Regions from separate parts of the Mus musculus genome. Here all the other regions are linked to region 4. Evidence: chromatin contacts called from public HiChIP or PLAC-seq and promoter capture Hi-C data. All regions are on one chromosome and are shown on one strand. Each heading gives the region's core, a stretch centred on a gene start, on an enhancer-like site or on the middle of the called end of the contact. The rest is flanking DNA. Distances are from core to core; before and after follow the strand shown.

Region 1 (3,574 bases), core at 290-2,789, 1.0 Mb before region 4:
TGTAGGCTGACCTACAGTAGTTCTCTAGTAAAAGTCTGCCATGCATGCTTGGAAGTCCTGGAGGGAGCTCAGTTGTCACAGAGTTTACTCTGCTAGGTGACTGATAACAACACTAATTAACTCTAGGAAGCCCGCCAAAAGCTTATAAAAGGACTTATTACCACAGCCACCCACGTATCGTACAAGCCTGCAAGCAAGGCTGCTTTGTGGAACCGTGTGCCCTAGCAGTTCTAGGTTCACAAAGCACCATTAAGCCCCAGAGACAAACACTCTGAGATACTAGAAAGCACACCTCAAGTCTTTACATACACTGTAACAGAAAGCAGACATCTTCAGGCAAGCTCAAGAAAATAATTTGTACATTTATCTTTCTGTGGGCTGATGGGCAGGGTGGGAATGGCATGCAGTGTGCCGGCACCTACTCAGAGAGTCAGAGAAGGACTTGGCAGAAACACTTCTCCCCACTTTCTGAATGAAACGACCACAGCCAGAAACCTTCAGCAACTTGTATGGGGCTGAGCAGTTCTAAATGATGGAGCCTGGGTTTTAGGACTGAGTCCAAGCCCTCCCTTAACATTATACTCTCCTACACTCCGGGTGACACCCTTACAGAGAGTGCCACCACATCTACGACCCCCAGCCTTCTTTAAAGGAAGTCCCTTTATGGCTTATATTTTGTTAGGCATTTCTCTTAACTTCTGCTCTTACCCTGGAAATTGAGTTTTTAAATCTCCACATATAATCTTTGTTTTACAGGTTTTTTTTTTTTCCAAAATTTTTAGAATATAAATGTGGAAGCTCATTTAGCATTACTGGTCACCTAATAATAGAAACCAAATAACAAATTTTATTTTTCACTTAAAATAGTTGGTCTTTAGAATGGTTTTGCTTCTGAGGCAGGAGAGCCCAGGCTGATCAAACATCTTTGCTGGTGGGAGGATAAATTGATAAAATATTTTTGCAAACTAGAAAATACCATTCTATATCTGATGCTTTAGAAAATAAGCCCCTTACCCCGGGAAGTCTGCTGCTGATAGTCTATCATCAAAACTACTTTCCTGTACATAAATGCACGCCAGGTAGTCAAATGCAATGAATTTTTAAAAATTAGGTTAAATGGTTATATTGTATATAAACTACATCCAAATTTAGGAATGCTCTGCCTCAGCACCATTGTTCCTTTCTCTTTATAGTAAAGAATCCTGAAATAATTGAATTTTGAAATTCATAAAATGTTTCATTCATTGCTTCCATCTCGGGAGCTACATTGAGCTGCCAGTGACCCCAAGGAAATCTAAACAGACAGTTATTACAGCTGGTATCTAGTACATTATTTTACTTTGAAACTTAGGTTTTTAAAGTATTCCTTAACTTAAAGAGAATCATGTCAGGTACTTACATATCAGAAGGTGGCTAGGACCTCCGTTGTGGCAGTCCGTGTTTGCTCAGAATGGAGTTAGCTAAGCTGGGCATGTTGCTTTAAGAGTGATCGAGCAGGCGTCCTTTTATGGTGGTGCCTTTTTCCTGTCATCCTGTGACTGAGCATAGCCGTGATCAGTTAACCTCACATATGCTACGTGCTTTTTTTTCAAATGGGATGGGAAGTGAGATTTTTTTTCTGATACTGATTTTTAAAAACTGTTCAAAAGCCCCTTGGACTTTGTGAAATGCTCATATCTATGGAACTTTTAAATTTTTTTCAATAAGGATTTAAGTCTTAAAAGTTTTTTTTTTTTTTTTTAAGCAATAAGCTTTAAACAGAAAGAGGGAGGAGGGAGAGAGATAGGTATAGTTACTGGTGACCTTATGTTGATATTTTACATAAAGTTTAGGTTAAGGAAAAATGTCAAGTGTAATAGTGCTGTCTGCCTGGAGGCGTGGTGGTATCAGGAGTGTAGTGTAGAGTCTGAACCTGAACAGCTGTGTCAAAGATGGGTGTCTGTGGTGAGGGAGAAAGGCCTTCCTTGTGTGTAAGTTAGTTACATTTTCAGTGTCGAGAACAACTGACTGACTCAGTGGCAGTGGGCACAGAAAGATCTAGGACAGTTGGCAGACACGTTATTGAAGAGTTCAGCCTCAGGTACATAGTACCAGAGAGACCTGTTCTAGTCCCATGATGCCTTGAGCTCACTCCTTGAACCCAGCAGGTACTGCGTAGAGTGCTCTGAGCAAGCCAGAGAGGTGGCAGTCACCCATGCCCACCTGTGATCTAGCCTGCCATACGTGCGTGCTGCTTTTGGAAGACAGGCCTCACTTGTGCTGCGCCTGGGTGTTGGGGGACAGGGATTCCATGAGCAGAGAGGCTTAAGCCTCCCAGGACTACAGCCCCACCTTCCTGCAGAGTGGGGCTGTACACTGCTTCTGTCACCCATCCTTATTCAGGGAAATAGAAGATGGGTCAGGGGATGGGGGCTGCAGCAGATTTTCAAGCCAAACCTGCAGACAGCTCTCCCTTGTTTAAAATGGAATGTGCTTTAAAAGAAAAAAAACAAAACAAAACAAGAATGCTTTGGTAAACTGGTTGATTTTGAGGGATGCTATAGAGAGAATTGAGTCATTTTGATAGGAATCTGTAGCTTTATGCCCCCAGAGGCCTTAGAAGTTTTTCAAAATCACATTTTATTTATTTTGCATGTATGTGTTAGTGTGCTTACACATGTGCTATATATGTTTATAGCATGTGTGCCAGGGCATACATAGATCAGAGAACAACTTTTAGGGACAGATTCTCCTCTTCTGCCACCTGGATTCTAGGGATTAAAGGCTTGGTGACAAGTGACTATCTTGCAGCCTACCAGAGGTGGGTGTCCTCTTGGCCTAGGCTTCTGTAGAATTGCCTTTCAGTTGTGCTGTTGAAGGTCTGCAGAGGAAAACCAAAGAGCAAGCACCAAGTCAGTGGGATTCTTGGGCACCCACTTGGTTATGTATAAAATAAAGGCAAGTGAGAGCCAAGGTAAGTCAGCCTTATGATGTGGATTCGAAGACTTTGTGACTTGATAGGTAAACTTGGCATAACCTAGAACCAGTTCACCTTATACACCCACCATTGAGGGCTCAGGATGTGGCCGAGTGCAGAGAGCATTAGCATGTGCCAGGCCCTGGCTTATATTCCTAGCACTGCATATAAGCAAGATGGAATTGGCACATACTAGGAATTTCCAGTTTGTTACAAGACCATCCTAGTGGGATACTTTTTGGAAGACCCAGCTACTTAAAGCAAGTTTTATGGCAAGTAGGATCCATCATCTTTTTTTTTTTTTTTTTTTTTTTAGATGGCTGGCCCAGGATTCATAGAGATCCGCCTGCCTCTCCCTCCTGCATACCAGGACTAAAGGCCTGGTGGGTCCACCCTTTCACCCTTTCTTTTGTATGAGAAATAATCTAAGAAGTGTATGAAGAAGCCTGCAGATGCTGCTGTAGCTGCATGGGAGAGGAAACGCTAGGCCTGTTTTGTTGTTGACAGTTGTTTAGCAGTGGTCATACTATACCAGTGAACCCAGTGTCCTAGAAGTGAGGCAGACATCTGTGTGAAGTGTTTTCTTTGTTTGCTCTCTGAAGTATGGTCGGTCTTGAG
Region 2 (3,962 bases), core at 865-3,364, 1.1 Mb before region 4:
AGTTTCTTTGAGTTAACCACTTTCGTACTACTGGCCTGCCTAGATGAACATAAATTCTGTCAAAGAGAAGTAGGTCTGAGAGGCTCTAATTGTGTACAGAAACTAATAATCCCACCATCAAAAACTGCATATTTAAAAAGCAAAGGATTTTTTTTTTTTTTTTTTTTTTTTTTTTTTTGGTTTTTCGAGACAGGGTTTCTCTATGTAGCCCTGGCTGTTCTGGAACTCACTTTGTAGACCAGGCTGGCCTCGAGCTCAGAAATCCTCCTGCCTCCCGAGTGCTGGGATTAAAGGCGTGCTGGGATTAAAGGCATGCTGGGATTAAAGGCGTGCGCCACCACCGCCCAGCTAAAGCAAAGAATTCTAATAGTGCTTATAAATATGGTGCTCTCAGTGTGACATTCCCTTCCCCAGGGTGCATTAGCCAGTAGAGGCTGTAAAGATACTTCATATGTAGAGTGCAGCCTGGGGGGCATCTCTCTGAAATAGGAGGGTGGATAAGGAATTTTCCTTAAGAAAGTCACTTTGCAGCGTGCTGATGTTTAATTCAGCTCTGAATCTTTCTTTAGTGAAACAATAGGGAGGATTAACAGCCTGTGGCTGGCTGATGAGAGTTAGTTTGAACAGTTGGGTAGACAGGACCAGGTACTGTGTGCTTTCTCCTTTGGTCCCATTGTTGTTTGCCACATAATTGGCTTAAATGTGATTTTGGAATAAAATCCTATATATCTAAAAACCTGTATTAAAATTTCCAAATAAGGCTGAGAATGGTAGCAACATGCTTTTAACTCTAGCACTTCTGAGGCAGAGGGAGGGGGAATCTCTGTTTGAAACTAGTTTGCTCTACATAGCACCCCCAAAATGTATATAACTAGAATACTAGTTTCTACGCAAATAAGAAAATTACTGCATAGTAAGGTTAAATCTTTAGTATTAAGCAAAGGAGACTTAGAGGCTTAAACACTGTGGTCTTTAAAGAAGCCTCTGAGGTATAATGAAGTCCTGGTCTTTCCTCTATCACCATTCTCCCTGGTGTTGTCATGAAAACACCTGTATCTACAGGCTGTCCTTCCCTGGCTGCTTTTCTGTAGTCCACCTGCCCCAGTTTTCACTGTGCTCAGTGCGATGCTCGATGCTTGTGTCTCTGTATTACCATCCGGACTATGTTCTGCACGATTTTGAGCGAGTGTTGAAAACCGATTGTCTTTCAGGTTAACTTTTGAAAACTTAAGTACCATGACTATCTGTAGGTTTTGTGTTTTTTGTTTTTATTTTTTTTTAAATTGAAGCCAAGTAATTTCATGAAACAGTAATTGAAACTATATGACAAAGACATTGAATTATGTTATGATGTACTATGTCATCAACATAATGTGTTAAATGACAGGGGAATGAGAGCGAGGCCTCAGTCCTACACCAAGAACTACTAGCAGCTTCTGTGCTAAAAGTGGGAGCAATAGGCCTCCCTCAGGAAGAGCCCACCAACTGGTTATCCAGTACTAAACGGTCAGCTCTGAAAACACGTGTGAGTAACACTACACAGAAAAGCAGGTTATATGTATTTAGGTGTGTGTGTGTGTGTGTGTGTGTGTGTGTGTAACAACAATTAAGAGAAGGAGGCCATGAATTTGTAAGCGGTTAAGGAGGGTCACGTGGGAGGGTTTGGAGGGAGGAGAGGGAAGAAATGATGTAATTATATTGGAATCTCAAAAATAAAATAAAAACATTTAAAACTCTACACTTAACTATTAATAAAAAATATTGAAAATGAGCGCTGAATCCTGGGAAAAGAATAACCAGTTGTTTCAAGGTCTTCATCTGATGGAACAGAAGTTTTGAGTTTAGTAAACACAACATTACTTCTGATAATGGTTTGCCATGAAATTAATTGAATGCAGCTTACCTCCTGTCTGTCAAAGGCTGTCTGAGAGGTGACCGTTTGCCGCTCTGCCCAGTCCCAGAGAGAGAGTGCTCAGAGTCGCCTGTGTTAGGTAGGTGGTGTCTCTGTGCTGTGTCTTGTTGGAGGGTTGTTGAGATGTAGTACCGATAGTGGGGTTGGTCTGCTGAGCTCTGAGCACTGCTCTGCCGTTTTCAGGAAACGCTCTGAAATGAGACACTCAGCGTGGGACTTTACCCTGGATGTGGTTTTCTCTTTCACAAGTGATTTGTTTATGAAGTCCTGCTCATCTCGGGCTGCTCTTGAAACAATGGCATATCTTGAAGAAAGGCAGATATTCTTGAATTAACTGCTTGTTTTGATGTTTGAAGTTTGTGTCACTTACAGGCAGGAGATTTGACACTGGGCAAAGCAAGGTTCAAAGCCTAGCTGCTTTCTAAGCTCCTCGACTTTGTCTAGCCTTTTGTTGTTCCTGTGTAGTTCCTATCCAGTTGAAATGCATAGCACTCATGTGATAGGATTGAGAACTCCTCTCCAGAAAAGTCCTGCCTGAAAGAGAGCAACTGCCACCCTGCCACCTCGGTCACCTGTCATCTTCTCCATGGCCCTGCTCTGCTCTGCTCTGCCCTGCCCTGCCCTGCAGATCTGTTCCTGGATCCTGTAGGTACTTCCTACACTTTGTCCATTTTCTATCTCAGGGAAGACTTGCAGTAATTTTTTTCTTGCATGAACATCCATGTAAACCATGGGAAGGACTGGGGAATTTACATGTAGCTGGAAGAATTTATATGTAGCAGTGTTCTCAGCTGAGAAGGGAAGTGAAACCCACAGAAGGGAGGATTGGGCAGCCCAGAGCATCGCTGTCTAGCTACTCTGAGTTTAACTTTCTCTTTAAAGTAGCCCAGCCCTTGTCCAGTTCTAAGTATCTCTACATTGGCTACACATTATTTGCCAGCCTTTAAATGGTGCCTAAGCTTAGCTGCTTCTGTGTCTATAGTGTGAGCGATTTAAACTGGCTCCTGTCATCTTGTCTGTCCTGTTTTGAGACGGGGCCTTACTGGCTGCTTTGGAGCTGTGTTGACCAGGTTGGCTTTGAACTTACCCTGGTCTTCCTGTCTCTGCCTCCTGAGAGCTGGACTCCAGCTGTCAGCCACCACAGCTGCCACAGCGTGAACTTGAGGTAGTTTGAGAACCTTGCTTCTTTTCCCAGAAGTGCTAAACTTTCATTCTACAAAAGGTACTGACGTTAGCTGTGCTAACAAACCACTGGGTGCCGTGGGAGCCTTCCAGAATAATGTGCTATAGAGCCACTGGAGACCACTGCAGCAGTTCCTGTGTGGGTGAGAGGTGATTGCCTTGAAACCTTCTCTAGACATGCTTTGGCATTGCCAAGTTACATCATAATTGTTTTATATGAAGTTATGTTTTTTCATATGCTACACAGGTCAGCCACATGGATACCTCTTGACTGGGACCCAGTGTGTTCTGTGAGAAGGTTTCTGACAGGAAGTACTGATTGTGCTGCTACAGTCAACAGATGAGGAGCCTGGGGTGTCTTCTCATTAAGACTTGAGTCTTCCCCGTATGTAGCATTCTTAGTTGAGAACTTGCATTTCTTAGTGCAAGGTGCCCAGGGCAGATTTGGAACCTCCCAAAAGCTTGGCAGAACCCACCTGTAGACCCTCCCTCTAACCACCTCACAGCTGCCATTTTCCCTCAGAGCTGGGCTGGCCTGGACGGTTCCTTGCCCCAGCTCTGTGCCTTATGCTTGGGTGGCCGGCACACACCTTGCTGTCTTTGATGCTCCACCACTACACCATGTGCTTGGGGGTGCTGACATGAGTTGTAGCTAAGGAGCATTTAACATTGTTCGATAGCTAAGAAAGTGAACATGTGAAGAGGGGGGTGGGGTGGATGGTCGTCTGAGCCCAGAACCAACTGCAAGGACACTGAGCTGCCTGAGATGTGGTGAGAGGTCTGTGCAGGAGGCGGAGGAGTGGCCCTCCTGCACGCCTCACCTTGCCTTCAGGAATCTGTTACTCTTACCAGGGACTTTGTGACCATG
Region 3 (3,847 bases), core at 105-2,604, 1.3 Mb before region 4:
GTAAACTTTATATTCCAGAAAAGGGGCGGAGGCAGTAAATCTGTATGTTAAAAATGAACTGTGTGCGTGTGGCGGGGTGGGGTGGGAGGGGGAGCCAACTTATTTGACTGACTTTCAGTCAAGAACAAGCAGTACAGTTTTGAAGGCGGCGCAATACAAGTAAGTTAACCCCCCTCATCACAAAGGAAAGCGATTCGGTCAGGGTGAAATATGCTCTTGGAGAGTTTAAGCTCCCACCCTCACAGCTGTTAATTGCCAGTGCAGTAAACTGGAAACCAAACACTAGAGCACTAGAGCAGCCACAACTGAACTTCCATGTTTGGGGTGGGGAAAGCTACACAGAGGTACTAGGCACTAGCTTGACAATCCCTTTAACAGCCCGTGTGAAAGGCTCAATTGTCCCCTCGGCAGAGCACGCTGGTGGTTTCTGCAGCTTGCTTTAAAAAATTATGTGCCTTTATTGTACTAAAGAAATTCCAAACGGGAAGCACAGCCTACTCATTGACGGTTAACAACACAATTACTTTACATGGTCTTCCCTTCCAGAGTCTAAGAAGGCACTTGAGTTTGTTCAAACTACTATGGGTTTGGCTAATGCTAAAACATCAACTTTGCTGTCAGCTGAGATTCTTTCTGACTCTGTTCAACACAAACGCCCCTGATAAAAATAAACAAGGGGAAGAGACCGGCGTGCACTCCTCAGCACCTACCTGCCTTGTTTTCTCACTGACATAAATAGACAATGCACAGAAGGGTTTAAGTCTGCAAAATACTTCCTTTCCAACTCCCAGGGTGCTGTTAAAACCCCCGCCCAGTTGACTTCTGAAAAAAAAAAATCGTTGTGGCTAGGTGTGACAAAATTTTTGAACAATACTAAATTGTTTTATGCAAAGCTCCTCCCAGAAACCTGTTCACCCACAAACGTCAACATTTCTTTCCTGAGGAAGGATGGAAGTAGACTTCAGGCCAGTCTATAAGGAAAGGTAGAGATAAGGGTTTCCTAGAGACAGGCGGAGCAAGTCAGAAAGGAGCAAGTCGGAAAGTCAGAAAGAGCAGCGGGATGCGGTGGGTCACTGACTCATTCAGAAGCAGTCACGGTCCCGGGACAGGGCGACAGGACGGGACTCTTACCAATGTGGAGCTCTCTGCCTCCACGTCTGCCTGAGCTGCATCCTTGTACTGCAGGGGGGACTCGATGACCAACTCCTTCTTGTCACTTCTACCGCTCGTCCTGTACTTCTCAGCCTGCATTCTCCACACAGACCACTGTCAGAAAGCCTGCAGCAGGGACAGCTGAGAGTCCCCCACCAGCCGCACCGCTGGCCAGAGAAAGGAAAGGAAGCCTGAAGCCTGTTTCCCAGGCACTGGAAGTGCAGAGCCTGAGGGGTGGGGAAGGCATGACCGAGAAGGCCAGCCTCTAGGGGTGTTACTACAGCTAGGAGAATGGGAGGCTCCTGCTCGCTGGCCAAAGAAAAACAACCCCCAAACAGAACAATACACAGTGTACTGCCTCTGCAATGAAAGACCAGCCTCATTGTGTCTGTTCCACACAGCGTGGGCCAAATCAATGTGAATCCAAATAGTGCAGCATTGAGAAGGAAGCCTGCCGATCCCAGCGAGGCTCCCTCATAAGGACTTCCGATCTGAAGCCCCCAGCTAGGTCGCCTGGCTGGTCTAAAAGTTGCAGTTTCAAAACGCTTTCATTTGTGTTATGGCTAAGCACCAAGAACTTGGCTCCTGATCAAAGCAGGACCAAACGAGCAAGCAAGGGTGTTCCCAGGAGGTACAGTTCAAGAAATCATTTCTCCTTGCAGGACAGACAGCAGCAGACAAACTCATGTATCTGTTTTATGCCAGGGAGATGATACCGTAATGCTGAATAAATTAATAATGCAGCCAAAGCATTTACCATGGACATTTTCTTTGCACACAACAACGTGTGTGTGCCAGGATGTAGTGTGCCCAGTGTTAAAGGATGGAGAAGGTCAGAGTGGAAACGTAAAGCAGAAAGTCTCTTCCCTCAAGAATAGGAAAAAGATGGGAAGTCCAAAGATATCCTGAAGAAGAGAGATACACAGATGTTCTTGCAGAAGTCTGCTATCAGGAGTTACAGAGCCAAAGTTTGGAGCTGAGATGAAAGGATGGACCATGTAGAGACTGCCATATCCAGGGATCCACCCCATAATCAGCATCCAAACGCTGACACCATTGCATACACTAGCAAGATTTTATTGAAAGGACCCAGATGTAGCTGTCTCTTGTGAGACTAGGCCGGGGCCTAGCAAACACAGAAGTGGATGCTCACAGTCAGCTATTGGATGGGTCACACGGCCCCCAATGGAGGAGCTAGAGAAAGTAGCCAAGGAGCTAAAGGGATCTGCAACCCTATAGGTGGAACAACATTATGAACTAACCAGTACCCCGGAGCTCTTGACTCTAGCTGCATATATATCAAAAGATGGCCTAGTCGGCCATCACTGGAAAGAGAGGCCCATTGGACTTGCAAACTTTATATGCCCCAGTACAGGGGAACACCAGGGCCAAAAAGGGGGAGTGGGTGGGCAGGGGAGTGGGGGTGGGTGGATATGGGGGACTTTTGGTATAGCATTGGAAATGTAAATGAGTTAAATACCTAATAAAAAATGGAAAAAAAAAAAAAAAGAAGTCTGCTATCTTTTTTGTTTCCTCATATTCCCTGAAGGAGTAACTTTTTAAGAGATCAACTAGCAAAAATCAAAACACAAGCATCGGAGAGGTTCGCTACAAGGATGCACGAAGGGGTTTGCTACAAAGATGCACGAAGGGGTTTGCTACAAAGATGCACAGAAAGCATGTACTACAGGTGGGTTAAATGTAAAGATGCCCTTCGGGTGGAACCCCTCCCATTTAGTGCCTGTTCACTTCTTTGAAATCAAGACCTGTCTAGTAACAGATACAAATATTATAATAGTCAGTAAATAGCATCCACAGTCTCAATGTACAAAATAGTCTAGGACCAGAAGCCAGCAGAAGAAATGCAGTCCAAACCCACCCAGCCCCACCATCACTCTGCAGGCACCAGGATGATGGAGACTGCCAGAGCTCAGTAGGACTCAAGTGGAAACTGAGAGGCCACACAGTGCCTAACTGCCCTCCCTCTTTCCCTTCAGCACCTGCCACTGTCATTTAAACACCAGAAATCCTTCTGACTATGATCACCACTGTGTAGTAAATAAATTACTGAGTCCATTTAAAAAATAGTTAACTTGCTGGGTGTGGCTGTTCACACCTATAATTCCAAAACTCGGGGATAACTAAGGCAGGAGGATTGCCACCAGTTCAAGGCCTGCCTAGAACTAAAAGTAAGCTCCTGTATCAAGAAAAAAAAATCAAAACCTAGCTTTTATAATAAATACACTTTTAAAGAGTTGGGTACATAGCTCTGTTGGTAGTGTTTGCCTGGCATGCACAAAGCCCTGCGTTCAATCCTTAGCATCACATAAATCAGAAATTGGGATCCATGCCTGTAATCATAGCATTCTGGAGGTAGAGACTGAAGGGTCAGAACTTCAAGATCTTTCTATCGTTAAAACACATATGAAGTTCAAGGCCCACCCACCATGACCCCTTCCCCGAAAGACTAAAGAAAAGAAAGAATAAACTATCCAAGATTTAGAAACTGGGTAGGTTATGGTGGTGACCACTCATTTACTCTCTTCACTCAGGACACAGAGGCAGGCTTCGGAACTCCGAGTTTGAGGCCTGTCTACTCTACATAGTAAGTTCCAGGACAGCCAGGACTTCAGAGAGAAACCCTGTCTCAAGAAAGAAAAAAATAAAATAAAATATATAGAAGAGGCTAGCTTAT
Region 4 (3,792 bases), core at 1,139-3,638:
AAAGCCATGTGATGTTCTCAGAATCCACTCCAGCAGTCCATAGCAATGATTCTGGAGACAGATGCACATGAACTGGTGGCTACATTTCCTTGAGCTACATTGTTTCCCTAAGGAACAGTCTTTAGGCTGTGGTAAGGACTGAGTGAAGCAATACAAGCAGTTAGTTAGTCTCTACTGTTTTGACCAATTCACAGTTCCTGATCACCTGCCTTAATGCTCATGGTGCGGTTTAACATCCAGCACTGCCCACCAGGTGACAGGGTGTACCAAATAAGAGGAACCCTTCTTTTGGGCAGATCTACAGCATACGACTTCCCAGGCAAGGAGACTTTGCATCCTATACAAATTTCACACCACACAAATAACCCTGATTCCAACTCTCCTTCCTCCAATAGGAAATGACCCTTGTTCTACAAATAAGGCCTGGTGCATGGGTAGATGAAACCATGCCCCACAAGGTGGCAGAGATCTTCATATCCCTGTCAGGGTATAGGAAAGAATACTTTGTTTCTGACTAAGCAACATGTCTTAATGGTCTTCTCCAGGTTATACCCTGACTGGGAGCCATGGCTCCTCAGCCACAGCCTGGATGGTAGCTCACTGTAAGGAGGTGCTAAACAGGATGTGCACAGTGGCTCCAGTTCCAGCAATGACCCATCTACACTGAACCTATTACTAGTAGTCTGAAGAGACAGTCACAGTAACAAAGCTTGTGTTCTGGTGTCTCCTGAACTCTCTGAACTGGCTCCTTAGAGAGGTTCAATGTGGAACAAACCAGTAGTCTCCATCCCCAATACTCAAACTCTTAATATTAAGCCTCGGTTTTATAGGGGGTTAAAATATATTCATCTGTCAATAATCAAAAGGTCAAAAAGACCTCAAACAATATCTCCCCAGAGGCTAAATGGCACTGAGCTGTGAACTGTAAGCTTCCGATAACAATGGTCACAGCAGCCCTGGCTGCAATGAGGCAGAGTGACCCAACCTAATTGATTCACCCCGGGAAAACGGGGAACCGGCTGCAGCCACCTAACTGGAGACTCTTCCACAGGCATGGAGAGCCTCTTGTCCTTTACATTAAGGGCAATGCATCCAGGGCCAGTTGCCCTTCAGGATGGAGGGCAACCTTGCCTCTAGAAATCAGATTAAATAATGTGATAGTTTCTGACCACCCGTATCTGGCACGATGCAGAGAGAGCTAGCACACATTGTGCTAGAGGCAAAGGAGCCAGCCATCCTCTGTAGTGATGGGCCAAAAGCAGAGTAAGGTGAATCCTGTTGTGACCCATCTTCCTAATTCAAGAAGTGGCTGCCCATCTGAGGTTTCACATTCAGAATTTCTGCCTCAGAAAGTTTCCACTTTGCTAGCATGTAACCATTTTCCCACCCAGGTGGGCGAGCATACCTCACTTTGCCCCAGTTCCACCTATAGTGCACAGCTTTCGGGGGATGCAGGTACAAGGGGCAAAAATGGTTCCAGTCAATCCTTACTATAATTCTCCCCATCCATCTGTTCACGGGGAGAGAGCAAAGTGTGGATGATTCAGTGGAGATATCTGTCCTCTAACTCCTCCTTTCTTTTGTGTGTAGTTATAAAAAGAAAGAAAACACAAACAGCCCACAGTCACAACATCAACAACCCAGACTCCCCGTGGAGTTCGCAGGAGGTGAGGCGGTTGCTACACCACCTGCTTGGCTCCCCCAACTCCTGGCAGCCGTTCCAGGCTCCCAGGCCAGTGGTACCAGCTTTGCTCCACAGTTGAGCGTAGAGTAACTGGCACTCCTGGCTCTGCTGGGTGGCTCTCCGTGTAACCCTGGGCGGGCGGCCAAGCTACCCGGCTGTGTCCAGCCGTCGCCCGTGCCTTGGCCAGCTGGCGACCAGGCGCGGGGACCCCGCGGCCAGGTGGCCGCTGCACCCGGTGGACTCCCGGGTTACAAAGCTGTTGCACGGCTGGGTCAGACAGTAGCAGGCAAGGGTCTGGCTCGGCGACCTCGGCCGTAGCAGGGCAGTGCCGGAGCTTGAGCTCGGGGCGCGCACCCTTACCGCGCGCTCTTTGTCCGGGGTGCGGCTTCTACCCAGGCGCAGACCGCCCGGGGCGGCGTCCGCGGGAGGCAGCTCGAGTGTCGGAGCTAACTCTAGTAGAGGTGCAGAGCTCGGGCGCCGCCCCCGGGCCCCAGCGCAGGGCTGGCGGCTCAGCTGAGAGCCCGGGAGCCCGCGCCCAACTCCGAGCGCCCTGCAGCTGCGCTCGGCCCTCAGCGGGCCGCCCCGCGCTTTACCTGCAAGGAGCACGAGCCGCGATCTCATCTCCCCTCCCGCGTGCTTAAACTCCGGCGGCTCCCCAGCCCGCCGCCGCCAGGGGAGGGGCTGCCCTCCCACTCCCACCCCGCCGCGTCCCGCCCCCCGCCGCGCCGCTTCCCACTCGCGGCTGCCCGCTCCCGTCTAGTCCCGCCTCCCGCCGCGGGACCATCGGTTGCCCTTTCCATCACTCACGCTCTCCTCTTCCGCTTATTGGTCCGTGTCGGAGTGACGTCGGAACAGAGCGCTCGCCACGAAGGAGGCGCAGGGGCAGACAGGCTTTGCTGGGAAGAGAAAGCGCAGCTGGGACGCGAAGCAGCAGCGGCGGTTCCCGGGCCTGGCCGCTGTTCCCTGCGGATCCGTGCGTTCTAAGCCTATTCCTGGCTTGTCTCGCACGTTCCGCCGAGGGCTGTGGAATCCCTGCAGAAAATCTCAACTCCACGCTTCTTTCTGTCTGAAGTTGTTGAAGAAATGTCCCCACTTTCTCCCTTTGAAACGGGAAGTGACTTCCTCCTCCTAAGGCCGTGCAACCTCAGGACTGCGCCTCCTTTGGAGCAGTGCCATACAGTCACGACCACTAGGTGCTACACCTCCCTCCTGATGGGAAGGTCACCCACTCAGTTTCCACTCCTAGTACTTATTTGTGCTGCCACCTTCAAGAGAAAAAACCTTTGTACTTTCCACTACCAGACTTACAGACCTCAAACCTCAATGACCTCCGACCCTCCTCAAAGCATCAGTCTCTGATCTGTCTCCCTCTTTGGAGTGGAGTCCGCATCCTCAGCACCAAGTGACTTCCAAGCTTTCCTCTGCTCTATGTGTCACCCTGCCTTTCGCTGCCCTTCATCGCTGAAGCAGAGTGCTTCTCCCCTCCCCCACCCCCACCTCCACCCCCAACCACAGCTGTTTCCAACTTCATTCATTTGGCTTTCATTCAGGGAAACTGCATTTGCCAGTCACCTCTGCTGTCTTCTGCCCTTACTAAGGCCAGAGGACATTTTGCTTCCCAATGCTACCTCATCTCACAATTTCCTCCTCCTTAAAATGCCCTCTTCTTTATGCCTATTGCCTTTTCTCTCTCCTGTCCCCCTCCCCCACCCCACCCCCAAGTCTATTTGACTGGCTTGCCTGCCCTGAATGATCGCTAAGAGTTTTAAAAGCCTCATCCTTTTCTCCTACTCCACAAATTTCCCTGTATGATTTAATCTGCTGCCAACACTCCAATCAATACATTTCAGATTTACACTTCTTTTCCTTGCTTTCTCGGAGTTCAAACCTATTTATCTAGTTCCCCACTTAGCTTCTCCCCTTGTATATGCCACCACATCTCAAATAGTAAGACATCCGTCATGCTTTCTCTGCCTTCCTTCTGGTGGTCTGTGACAGCCAGAGTATCACAAACCAAAGTCGGCTTTAGTCCTGGCATCTAATGAATGGTCAAGGTCCTGATTTATAAGTGCCTCTACCTTTATATGCCTCCTCCACCAACTGACTGA

The links. Promoter capture Hi-C pulls out the DNA fragments that hold promoters and counts their contacts. HiChIP or PLAC-seq counts read pairs in DNA pulled down with a chosen protein or histone mark.
Region 1: a contact with region 4 is called in a promoter capture Hi-C map of pre-B cells, with 6 times the contacts expected there. The contact joins the promoter of Gpr183 here to the promoter of Tmtc4 in region 4. A contact is called at or near these places in 6 of 39 promoter capture datasets (3T3-L1-derived adipocytes, the HPC-7 cell line, hippocampal neurons and 3 more).
Region 2: a contact with region 4 is called in a promoter capture Hi-C map of pre-B cells, with 3 times the contacts expected there. The contact joins the promoter of Gpr18 here to the promoter of Tmtc4 in region 4. A contact is called at or near these places in 2 of 39 promoter capture datasets (the C10 cell line and pre-B cells), 1 of 484 Hi-C or Micro-C datasets (large pre-B cells), 1 of 115 datasets of contacts at active chromatin or transcription factors (large pre-B cells) and 2 of 9 other capture datasets (adipose tissue and liver).
Region 3: a contact with region 4 is called in an HNF4G HiChIP or PLAC-seq map of pancreatic cancer cells. The contact joins the promoter of Dock9 here to the promoter of Tmtc4 in region 4. A contact is called at or near these places in 1 of 115 datasets of contacts at active chromatin or transcription factors (pancreatic cancer cells) and 1 of 9 other capture datasets (liver).

Annotation. Positions count from the first base shown.
Region 1 is chr14:121,963,654-121,967,227 of GRCm38.p6, forward strand. It overlaps Gpr183 (G protein-coupled receptor 183), which reads right to left and starts at 1,540. Exons shown (of 2, transcript NM_183031.2): 1 at 1,400-1,540. All of the region lies in intron 4 of Ubac2 (ubiquitin associated domain containing 2), which reads left to right.
Region 2 is chr14:121,913,774-121,917,735 of GRCm38.p6, forward strand. It overlaps Gpr18 (G protein-coupled receptor 18), which reads right to left and starts at 2,115. Exons shown (of 2, transcript NM_182806.2): 1 at 1,904-2,115. The region is part of intron 4 of Ubac2 (ubiquitin associated domain containing 2); the gene reads left to right. Gm46485 (a long non-coding RNA gene) reads left to right here and starts at 201. Exons shown (of 2, transcript XR_001781471.2): 1 at 201-3,244; 2 at 3,342-3,962.
Region 3 is chr14:121,697,063-121,700,909 of GRCm38.p6, forward strand. It overlaps Dock9 (dedicator of cytokinesis 9), which reads right to left and starts at 1,355. Exons shown (of 54, transcript NM_001081039.1): 1 at 1,132-1,355. The coding sequence starts at 1,251.
Region 4 is chr14:122,980,895-122,984,686 of GRCm38.p6, forward strand. It overlaps Tmtc4 (transmembrane and tetratricopeptide repeat containing 4), which reads right to left and starts at 2,389. Exons shown (of 18, transcript NM_028651.3): 1 at 2,278-2,389.